2 separate regions of the Zea mays genome follow, and region 1 is linked to region 2. Evidence: chromatin contacts called from public Hi-C data. All regions are on one chromosome and are shown on one strand. The core of a region is the stretch at or near the end of the contact, and the rest is flanking DNA. Distances in the headings are between cores, read along the strand shown. Region 1 holds the start of LOC100274522. Region 2 holds the start of LOC100274274 (putative cytochrome P450 superfamily protein).

Region 1 (5,635 bases), core at 1,787-4,286, 380 kb after region 2:
GCTGATAGGAGCAGGATTGTGAGAGAGCCGGGTCAAGATCCTAACACGAGCGACACCAACATTAGCCAGTTAGGCTCTCAAGACGCGAGGCCCTAGAAACTCATGGCTGGCTTTAGTTGGACCTACGATGAATTCTTTTACTAAGATCACCAAAAAGGTATCATCTGTAAGTCTAGCCTTCTCCGGACGATGACACACAAGTGATGGGAAAAATTTCTCAGCCGACATATCAAAAGGATATACCAATAATGTCTAAAGGGGTACTATATAAAGGTGGTGCCAGGGTCCCATAATTATTACTCTCTCCGTTTCTTTTTAGTTGTCGCTGGATAGTTTAATTTTGCACTATTCAGCGACAACTAAAACGAAACGGAGAGAGTATCTTGCAGAAACAGTCTTTACAACAGTACCCGTAGTCGAAGGAAAAAAAATCACCGCTGGAAACCATGTCCAATAAAAATCTTTCCACCGTGTCATGTTTGGCTCAGGAGGAATCAGGAATGGGCCAGGGCCGACTTGATTAGAGTGCCTCTCCGGCTCTCCCACAGCCACAGCGTGTGCGCGCCAAAAAAAAAAGAATCGCCGTTGCCGGGGATCGAACCCGGGTCACCCGCGTGACAGGCGGGAATACTCACCACTATACTACAACGACAACTGTTGCCCTGAAATACAAGGGGCACAAATTAGCCATTACTGTTGACAGCGAACGAAGCAAGCGCAAACTGCAAAGCTGAAGCACACGATAGTTCTGTAGCAAATCTGCTTCACTTGGATGGCATTTGTTCCGGCGGCCAGCCCAGCCGGTCACCGCTGCCTGCCTTGCCGGGAGAGACTCTGAAAATCAGACTGCATACGTTATACATCTGCTGAGCTGCACACAGAATCCAGAGGAACGAGGCTTTAGCAGTCCGATAACTAGACAACAATCTGAGAAGCAGGCATGTAGCAGTACTGCAATAGTATCAGTGAAGTGTTGTATTAGTACAAATGTATAATATCCGTGCAATAACCTTTCTAAACTAGTTACAGGAGTTCTTTCAGAGCAGACAGTGCAGAACGACAATAAACCTGGACATGAGACCGTATCTTTCTCTTTGCAGCAGAATCCTCCTGACAGCTGGTCAACTACTAAATTTAAGCTGGGTTAAGGCAGTACTGAAAGCCCAACACCGTATGCACACCACCACAACCTTGCTACGTGATCCCACATCATGAACAAAGTACAATCGGGCTAGTGGTATTCCAGAGAAACTCTGGGCGGAAAAAAAATCCTCTACGTTCTGCAGAATGAACAAACAATCTGACGATTTTGTAGTCGTCCTGTAATTGCAGAAAAATAAAATAAAAAATCTTGCACCCACAGAAATGACCTTTTTTCAGATGTAAACAGTGTTCAGTGCATTTATATTAGTTCAATATAATCTCAGCTATACACACTGAACACCAGCACAAGAAGCATGGACCACAGTGGAGGTAGTTCCACTCATTATCAGTTCCTCAATTCTTCTAATTACATGAAAATTTGACCTTTCAAGCAAGCCAAAAGAAGCTGGCACTGGCAGAGGCCCCAAAAAAAAAAAACTGCCAATCAGGCAAACGCGCTCATTCAGCCAGGGGATCAGAACTCACGAAGCTCGCAACAACATCCATGGAATGACGCAAGCCTTCTGGGACATCAATTTCCCGTGACATCCCTCGCACTTCATCGATCCTGCAGTCCGCGGCTGCCGGTCTTGAGCTCTCCTCCCAGCCGCCTCCAACCTCCGAGTTGCCGTTGAAGCACAGAGCAGGATCGGCACACGCCACGGAGCCCACACTGCACGGCTTCTGAAAAGGGAGCACGCCGCCGACCTCGGCGTCGATCTTGCCCCGGATATCGAGCAGGAGACCCCGGAGCCTCGCCACCTCCGCCTCCAAAGCTGCATGGCCCTGCAGCCGTCTCTGGAGCTGCTGGTTGGCGGCGCGGAGCTTCTTGACCTCCTCTTCCAGAAAGGCCGCGTGCGCCTTCTTCTTCTCCCGGTACTTGCGCACAGCTTCCCTGTTCCCCAGCGGTCTGCGCGGCTTCGCCGAGTCCTCCCTGGCGTCGTCGTCGTCCTCCCCGCCGCTGCCCAGGACCAGGGTGTGCGCGTGCAGGCACGTGTGGGTGTGCATGGCGACCGAGGGGCCGGGCGGGTTGCAGCTGTGCGTGTGGGTGCAGGTCGTCGTGGCGCTGTTGAAGAACTCGTCGAAGCTGTCAGGCATCTCCGGGTGGGAGAAGAGCAGTTGGCAGGGGAGGTCAGCTCCATCGTCCATTGTGGCAGAGAATGTGTGCCGAGAACAAATTTCTCCGCCTGTGGTCAACGGACAAGTCGCACAAGAAAGATGCCTGAAAAGAGAGAGAGAGGTGAAGGAATCAAGAGCTTGTCTAAAAGATGTTCCTTGAAGGGTCTTGAAGCTTTAATAAGAACTGAATTTCTGAGCAACGGTTGCTGGGGGGCAAACTAACGGATCACATCACAAATGAAACAAACTTGCAGGTGCAGGGCAGTAGACCTCACCACTCAGCAGTAGAACCCGGGAGGGAGGAAGGAAACACTCGAGAAAGGACACCAAACTCCAAGAAATGGTGAGCTGCCCGAATTCGGTGGAGGTAAATTCACAAAAAAAGATAGTAGAGGTTGGAAGGGTGAGGACTGGAAACCACCTAGGAGGTATCGGTAAGCTAGCCGGAAAAGCAGGATTCCGGCATCAGAATATCGGAGCGACGATATGGAATCGACGGTAGGGCGTCTCTCGTTCCCTCGCCGCCGAGCTAGCTAACCTCTAGCGGGTAGAAATTTTGTACCTCCCCTTTCTCTCCTCCCCTTTCGCCTTTTCTCGGATTCTTTCTTTATGGTGTCGCCACCGATCTTTTTGGCGACGTCCGATCCAGTGCGTTGCGTTTTAGCTGCGATTGGAGAGGAGAATCCCGGAAAGGGAGCGGCGTTCTGTGTCGTGGAGGAGGAGATGGGACGCCGACGTGATCCGATCAGTGGTGGGCGGTGGAGACGGAGGGAGGGGACGATTCCCTGTTCTTGCCAGTGCTGGGAGGTTTTTGTTGGCTCGCAATGACCGAATCTTTTTGCTTGCGGTGGCCTGCCACTTGGCCTGGTTTTGTCTTTCAGTTGGACTTTTTTGCACCTCAATATTGTTGCCTAGTTGACAATGCACGTCATTGTTCATAAATAACACGAACATGCCAGCAGAGAAGAGTCGGTAAAGTTGCTACAATATTATTCAATCAAACTATATAAAGAGGTAGAATGGAGAAAGCTTATGTATAAAACTTGAGCATCCAAGTGTTGTTTAATACCCATTCTGTCATAATTTATAATTTATTTCACTTTTTTAAATCCAATTTGACCGATTCGTTTTATTAATTTTTTTACGAAAAATAAAAAAATTAAATTCATACTTAAAGTATATTGCTCTCTGTCTCAATTTATAATTTGTTTGATTGTTTACTAACTTTGACCGACTTGTCTTATTCAAAAATATTATAATTATTATTAGTTTTCACTGTGATATTATTTATCATATAATATATTTTAAGTATTGTTTTGATTTTTTTGATTTTTGATTTTTTGGAATAAGACAAACCGATCAAATTTGATATAAAAAAGTCAAATGAATTATAAATTAGCATGAAGAGAGTATATGTTAAATGATATCAGATAAAAAAAATAATAATTATGAATTTTTTTGAACTTGGTTAAAATCACGAATTAGGCACGTTCCATTCAGGATCCCATCCAATGTTCCCAAAATTGTGGTATGCCCGACCATCCACCCTATTCTTAGATGAATGTTGTCCCACGCTCTTTCTCCTCTTCATCCCATCTTCTCTTGAATTACCATTTTAATGTATGCATGTTTTCTGTCTTTTTTAAATAGACAGGAGATCTACCTAATATATTGAAAAGGAGAAAAATGACATGGTAAAATGGTTTAGAACAACCAGGATAAGATCCTAGGCACACGGGCCACTAGCCTAAGGAAAGGGGGAAAAACGAAAACAACCCACAATTAAGAAAAGCATCTAAGAAGATAAGGGAATTATCAGATGTCTAGCCTCTTCCAACTTTCAGGGTGCCGCCTCACACTCTATTTTTACAACAGTTTATTGGTGTCTCGAGAATCTGAGATCAAAGATTCTCGCATTTCTTTCCCGCCAGATTTACCAAATCAAAAAAATCAACAACGATATGAGGCCTTTCCTATTACATTATGCCGACGTGGCTGATCTCTCCCATCAGGGCATAAGGGAGTGGAAGTGCCCCCAATTAGACTGTTTTAGGTCCTCAATGGCCACTCACTAATCCTCATTTTGTCGACCACAAAGGTCACTTTCAACCCTAATCCTCCTTTTGTCGACCACAAAGGTCAAGCCCACACACTAATCTTTGCTCACACGAGCGGGTAACACAAACTTTTTTGTGGTCTTTCACAAGATTTGGAGACTCACAAGCGACACCTAGTCGTTTAGGGGCTTGAAGCTCCAAAAGTAATAAATCCACAAAGAACTCGATGTAGTATCAAAGCTCGAATCAAGAAGACCAAGAAGGATTTAGAGATGAAGCACAAAACCCACAGCTCTCAATCTCACTCAAAGATTTCTCTCAAATTTTTTGAAATGGAAGAGGCAAGAGATATGTGTGAGAGAGTGGGAGGTGTTTCTGAGGTTAGAAATGGAGTTTGGTGCACGCTCTTGTGTGGGGGAGAGAGGCAGGGGTGAGTATATATAGGTGGGACTCCAAAACTAGTCGTTTGACTTTTGTGCTCAAATACGGCTGAGCCGGTATTAAAAACCAGCTGAGCTGGTTTTCTGCATAACATATTCGAGTCGACCCACCGGTTGAGTAGCAGATTGGACCAGAGGGAAAACCGACTGAGCCGGTCCAGAAACCAGATGAGCTGGTATTTCAATCCCGGCTGAACCAACATGAATCCCGGCTGAACCAGTATTTTTCAGAGAGCAATTTTGGCCAAGATAAACTTAAAAAGGTTGTACTACATATTTTCATTAAGGATTAACAAGGGTAAAATAGAAGTTTTGGATCAAGGATTTTTGGCTTTAGTACCAACACCTTTTTGGATCACCCTTGATAGTACAACGATTCCTATACTCAAGTTAAATAAAATATAATTAAGTAAATTCCTTGAGTCATTAGTGTCTCATGTGTGATTCTACATAGTGTTGCTTCGTAAGGATCACAAACATCTTTGTGTCACATTTTGAAGCAAACAAAAATCGAGCCTGTGACTTGAACCATTTCACCATATATGAGTTCAACTCATGGCTTCAAGTCACTTTACTGATGCATCAACACAATATAAATATTCATATTTGATAAGTAAATTGACTTAGTGTAAGTACTCTCTCCTTCACCTTAGTCATGGTACCTCGATCAACAAACCGTCGATTGACCTTCACCTTCGCTTAGTCCCTCGAAGCACTTACCTTGCTATTTTCATCTCATCAAGTCATTCTTGAGCCACATCATATTAAGAATCCATTGAGAGAATCATTTCTTCAATATTGTGAATCTTGCTTGAATGTCATATAGATATAAATGCTAAGATCAATCAAGCTCTAGTTTGATTCTCATAGAAGAAT
Region 2 (5,290 bases), core at 1,165-3,664:
TTATCACGGCCTGCTGCTGATAATAACTGATAATAAACAATACCCAACCAGGAACGGTCTCGCGTAGTCGCATGGAAAAGGAAACCACTTGTCGTCCACTCATGCATGCTGGATGCTGAACCAGGAGGAAACCTGCGCCTGCAGCCAGATTCGTGCGTGCGCCGCGCGCGAGCATTTCTCCGCATAAGCTGTCCAGGTACAGTATCCCACATCCGTCGTCTCTGCCGGTCCTCTTTTCGTTCGCAGACGCGGGGCTGAACTCCGATCCTTTACACGTCGAATCCACTCTCACGTGACACTTGCAGCAACTCGCAACAGTGCTTTTATTACGTTGGCAGCCTAACCACCGGGCCCCTCTCCGCACCAGATCAACAGCAACAACAACCAGCAGATGGAGCCATGGAGGGGCATCCCTGCTGGCCTGAATCGCTCGATCGAGCTCTCAAACGTACGTACCTGATGGGAGGGAGGTGTACGCCGTACGTGTGAGAACGTACCGTACCTGAACTCCATTACCGTCACCGAGCAATTAATTGTGTCCTGGGAAAAGAAGAGCTTTCGCTCAGGGCAACCATTGCTCGACGCCGACGTACGGCGGCGGCAAGTTGCTGCTTATTCAGGCCTCCCTACTCAGACAGCACCGACGACGGCAAGGTCCGTCGTCGTGCGTCACCGCCCGCACGTCTTTTTTGCCTAAAATAAGCGGAGTTTTGGGATGGGGAATGAGGTGCCGGCACAACAAGGCGCCGGATCGATTCGCCCCCGCATGCTTTTGGGGCATATGAGAGCGAGGGATAGAGATGCAATTCGGCAGTGACGACGTCTTGCTGGGATCGCGATGAAGCAATGGGGGAGAACCGGAAAAGGGCTTGGTAGGGAGGATGGCCAATGGCGGTGAGGGGTCGTGGAGATGACCGAGATGGAGGGGAGGAGCTTGGTGGTTACTAGTGTTAGTGTCATGCATTGCAACCTTCGAAAGGGCTGGTTGGTTCTTGGTTGGTATGGTGTCTCGATCGGTGATTGCAGCTTTCCACGCCGGCTCCCTCAGAAGTCAGATGGGAAAATCTCTCGTGCTCCGGTTTCACATACTACTGGGCTGGGCCATAGATCTGATCAAGATACAGAATCAGGCCGATAATTCCCAGGCATGGGCTGCTAGGACATTAGGCCCGTTGAAGAGGCCACAGAACAGAATAGCGCAAAGGACCACCGCGCGGCCGGGCCAAATTGCAGCAAAACAGAGTCCCCGAACACGAACACAACCACTCCCTCTTGGATTTGGGCCTCTACGGGCGGCTCTACTCAAATCCCTTCACTTCGTTCCGTTGTTCGACCTGTTGAATCGAAGCGATCGTGCACGTGGGCGAGTGGGGTGGTCATTTGTCTCTCTCTTTTCCAGGTGGACGTGGACCCGAGAAGACCTCGAGCTGGCTTCACTAGTCAGGACTCAGGACCTAACTGCAGCTGAAACCGCCCGAAGGCCTATCGTCCCACGGAAAATAAGGCCCACAGGAACCCAACGACCACGTTTCTCCGTTCTCCCTCTCACCAAACATGGATGAAGCAGCAACCAGCCGACAAGCAGCGAAGCTAGAGATGAAGATTGGTTTCATGTTATATACAAAAAAGGAAAAGGAATGATATGTTTATTTCGCTGTCTAACTTACCACATATGTTTTTATGTGTAAAGGTTATTCTTTAACTCCGACAATTAAACTTATCTTTCTTACAAAAACAAGTACACAACTAGCTATAGGCTAATTTGGCAACATTGACCGGAGGTAGCAATTACATTTTTTTAAAAAAAAATCTAAGTTTCACTTGTATCTGAGGATCAAAAGTTTTTTATCTCTGTCTACCACAAATTTTGAATACCGAATGGGCTTGGGTTCAATCGCATCATTCTAGCCATGTGCTCTTCTGTACCAGTGACAAGGCTTGTAAAATACAAGGGATCGGTCAACAGTACGATCCACTCCCAAGTTGTCAACAAGCCTTTAAATCAGCAGGAGCACCTGGTATCCTCCATGGCTCCATCCATCCATCCTCCAGGGGTTGGTCAACTATGGACCTCAGAAATTTGGGCAAAAACAACAGCAGGTGCTTGTGCTTGGATTCCTGCAGAGCACACAGCTGCATATTATTCCGGAATCATATTAATGAAAACAAACCTTTTTTTAGTCCCGGTATGGAAAACGCTCGATTTTTATATCTAAATTATTTAAAGAAAAAAAAAACAGTGAGCTGAAAGAAAGTGGGAAGACGAGGAAACGGGCATTGGGGCAAGTCAGCGGGCCCCGCTCACCTACCGCCAACCGCCCCCCGATCCCCCTCCGCCTCTCCACTCTTCCTTTCCCGCCGTATAAATTCGCCGAACACGGCACCACCATTCTCCACCAACCCCCGGCGCGGAGCAGCCATGGACGCCTCCCTCCTCCTCTCCGTCGGCCTCGCGCTGGTGCTGATCCCGCTCTCCCTCTCGCTCCTCAACCGGCTGCGCGTCGGCCGCCTGCCGCCCGGCCCGCGGCCGTGGCCCGTCCTGGGCAACCTGCGCCAGATCAAGCCCGTCCGGTGCCGGTGCTTCCAGGAGTGGGCGGAGCGGTACGGGCCCATCATCTCCGTCTGGTTCGGGTCCGGCCTCACCGTCGTCGTCTCCACCTCGGAGCTGGCCAAGGAGGTGCTCAAGGAGAACGACCAGCAGCTCGCGGACCGGCCGCGGAACCGCTCCACCCAGCGGTTCAGCCGCAACGGGCAGGACCTCATCTGGGCCGACTACGGCCCGCACTACATCAAGGTGCGCAAGCTCTGCAACCTCGAGCTCTTCACGCCCAGGAGGCTCGAGGCGCTGCGCCCCATCAGGGAGGACGAGGTCACCGCCATGGTCGAGTCCGTGCACCGCGCCGCCACTGCCCCGGGTTAGTAAGCTCAGATCCCACCACTGTTCCTCTCTCACTCTCGATCCCGGACAATGTTAGGTAGGCGCAATTTGTACAAAATTGGGGGTGTTTGGTAAAAAGATGGAGGATTCTTTCGTGCGAAGACTCGTTGGTCGGGCAACCCCGCCCGATTTTGCCATGGTGTCGCTGTGCTGGTGGGTTGGTGACCAGAGCAGCTGCTGTGTCGTGTTGACTCAGCTTTAAGCGGTGCTGGGATAGTGGGATTTACTGTGTCTAGTGGCTTTCTGGCCGCTTGGTGGCGAGTTTACGCCTATCTTTCAGTAAAATGCCAAACCTCGGTCCGTAATTTCGTAGGTTTTGTGACAATTTTGTCATAAGACCGAAGGTGTCCACATGGTTAGCACGATGTTAATGAGGTACTATATCGCTAATATTTGCTAAATTAGTCTGCACAGCGGCACCACCAGTACTGATAACAGTTCAGCTGCATTAAGCTGACAAACTGTTCGTCTGCTATAAAGTGACAGCTGTTTGCAGCCACTAGAGCAGTATTTTGTGAGAGAGATCACAGCCACAGCCGCTGCAGTACCTTAGCCAAACTTTATGTCAACCAGATCATGAGGTTAAACAATTAGGTTGGGATTTCTATGAGCTTTAGTATCAATGGCAACACAGAGCTGTTCTTCTTGGTCTAGGTGCCGTGTAAGTGTTTGGTTGCGTTTCAGCTAATTTGTTGGTTTCCACATTATGCTCCGTTAAAGAACTTCTCATAAACTAATAGACAGAGATTAGAAACATTTTATAACGTAATGCTGGTAAACAGTGCGAAAGGGCCTCTAGCCTAGTGGTTAAGGCTTCCGAGTAGCACCACCAAGTCCCGGGTTCGATTCCCCTCGGAGGCGAATTTTCAGGCTTGGTTAATAAAAATCCCATCAATGTGCCCCATCCACTTTTGGGTTACGATGTCATGTGCGCCATTCTCCGGTTGGACCGTTGCAGAGTGGACGGTTGACGCAGGCCTGCTAGTGATCGGGGGGGGGGCAGGGTTTGGTGCGGGTTTTCTTGGCCGGGACCAATGTTTTGGTCTCTTAATATAATATCGGGAGGGCGGTCATTCCCTCCCTGGCCGAGTTGATGCTTGTAAACAGACTATCATGTACATGTGAGAGTGGCATGTAAATTTGGCATCTTTTTAATTGTATGATGACCATTCTTTGTGGTAATAGCCCACCTTATTGGTCTACCAAGCATTTTCTGTTGGCATTGTACCAGCTTGACCAAAAACCTGCAACCTTAATTTGATTTGTCATCAGCTGTATCTCATAAATCATGTTAGGGATCAACTCATGGGAGTTGGGATAGTATAAATGTGGTGACAACTTACAAATGTACAAAATTTAGGTGTCCATTAATGCAAAATTATGTAGTTCCCTTGTGCAATCTGAGAGGTTGCCTTGTGGCATTTTGCAAAAATGTTACCTGGATTTGTCTGATATTCTGAAGGCCAGACTATATTAATACCAATGGAGTTCTAAATGAATCAAACTTGCTGACTTTGAGCTCAGTCAAAATGGGGACTAGATTTTAATCCTTAAGCAGACTTTAATATAATATTATCATTTGATTATTGAAAAATCAATATATATTGTTATTTCAATGCAATCAGTGAGTGGATCTAAACTGATTGCTGCAGCAATACAGCATTACCCAAAAAGGAGGAGTTCAGGTAGTAAATTGCATGGGAACCATGTTTCAGGCCGTGGTATTATTCTGAATGGATAATCAGCACTAGTATTAGTTTTTATTTTCTGGTATTCACGAGAAAATATTAGTATCATATTCTCCATCCTTGACATGTTAGCTGCAAAGCAAACCACTTGCTGATATTTGACTTTATTTAGCACAATATTGATTGTTCCGGTGGCTATTGATGTAATTCATTAGGCACCCGTTGTCTTATTCTCCTTCCTGTTTTGTAATATTAGATAGCATTTTTACATTCTTTAGCAAACATTCTGCTCCATTAATGTATTTCATGGAACAGTCTACAGAAATGGAATTACAACATATTTCTGTGGATGACATTAGTGAAGCAGTCAGCTATCTACTCTGTTAGAACCCAAAATCATAGTTTTAAACTGTTACTTAATCTTATGTTGTATTCAGGTAATGAAGGAAAGCCAATGGTAGTGAGGAAGCACCTTTCTATGGTGGCCTTCAACAACATAACAAGGCTGGCATTTGGGAAGCGGTTCATGAATGCAAACGGTGATGTTGACGAACAAGGGCGTGAGTTTAAGACTATTGTGAACAACGGGATCAAGATTGGTGCATCTCTCTCTGTTGCTGAGTTCATTTGGTATTTGAGATGGTTGTGTCCACTTAATGAGGAG

What was found. A called contact is a pair of places that touch in the nucleus more often than the background predicts.
Region 1: a Hi-C map of ear shows a contact between it and region 2, with 2.7 times the contacts expected there. The contact joins the promoter of LOC100274522 here to the promoter of LOC100274274 in region 2. A contact is called at or near these places in 4 of 25 Hi-C or Micro-C datasets (bundle sheath, ear, endosperm and 1 more).

What each region holds. Positions count from the first base shown.
Region 1 is chr6:167,486,818-167,492,452 of Zm-B73-REFERENCE-NAM-5.0, forward strand. LOC100274522 reads right to left here and starts at 3,037. Exons shown (of 1, transcript NM_001148879.1): 1 at 1,378-3,037. The coding sequence starts at 2,292. The coding sequence ends at 1,603. TRNAD-GUC (transfer RNA aspartic acid (anticodon GUC)) reads right to left here and starts at 652; the gene lies at 581-652.
Region 2 is chr6:167,106,944-167,112,233 of Zm-B73-REFERENCE-NAM-5.0, forward strand. LOC100274274 (putative cytochrome P450 superfamily protein) reads left to right here and starts at 2,415. Exons shown (of 3, transcript NM_001148638.1): 1 at 2,415-2,915; 2 at 5,064-5,290. The coding sequence starts at 2,420.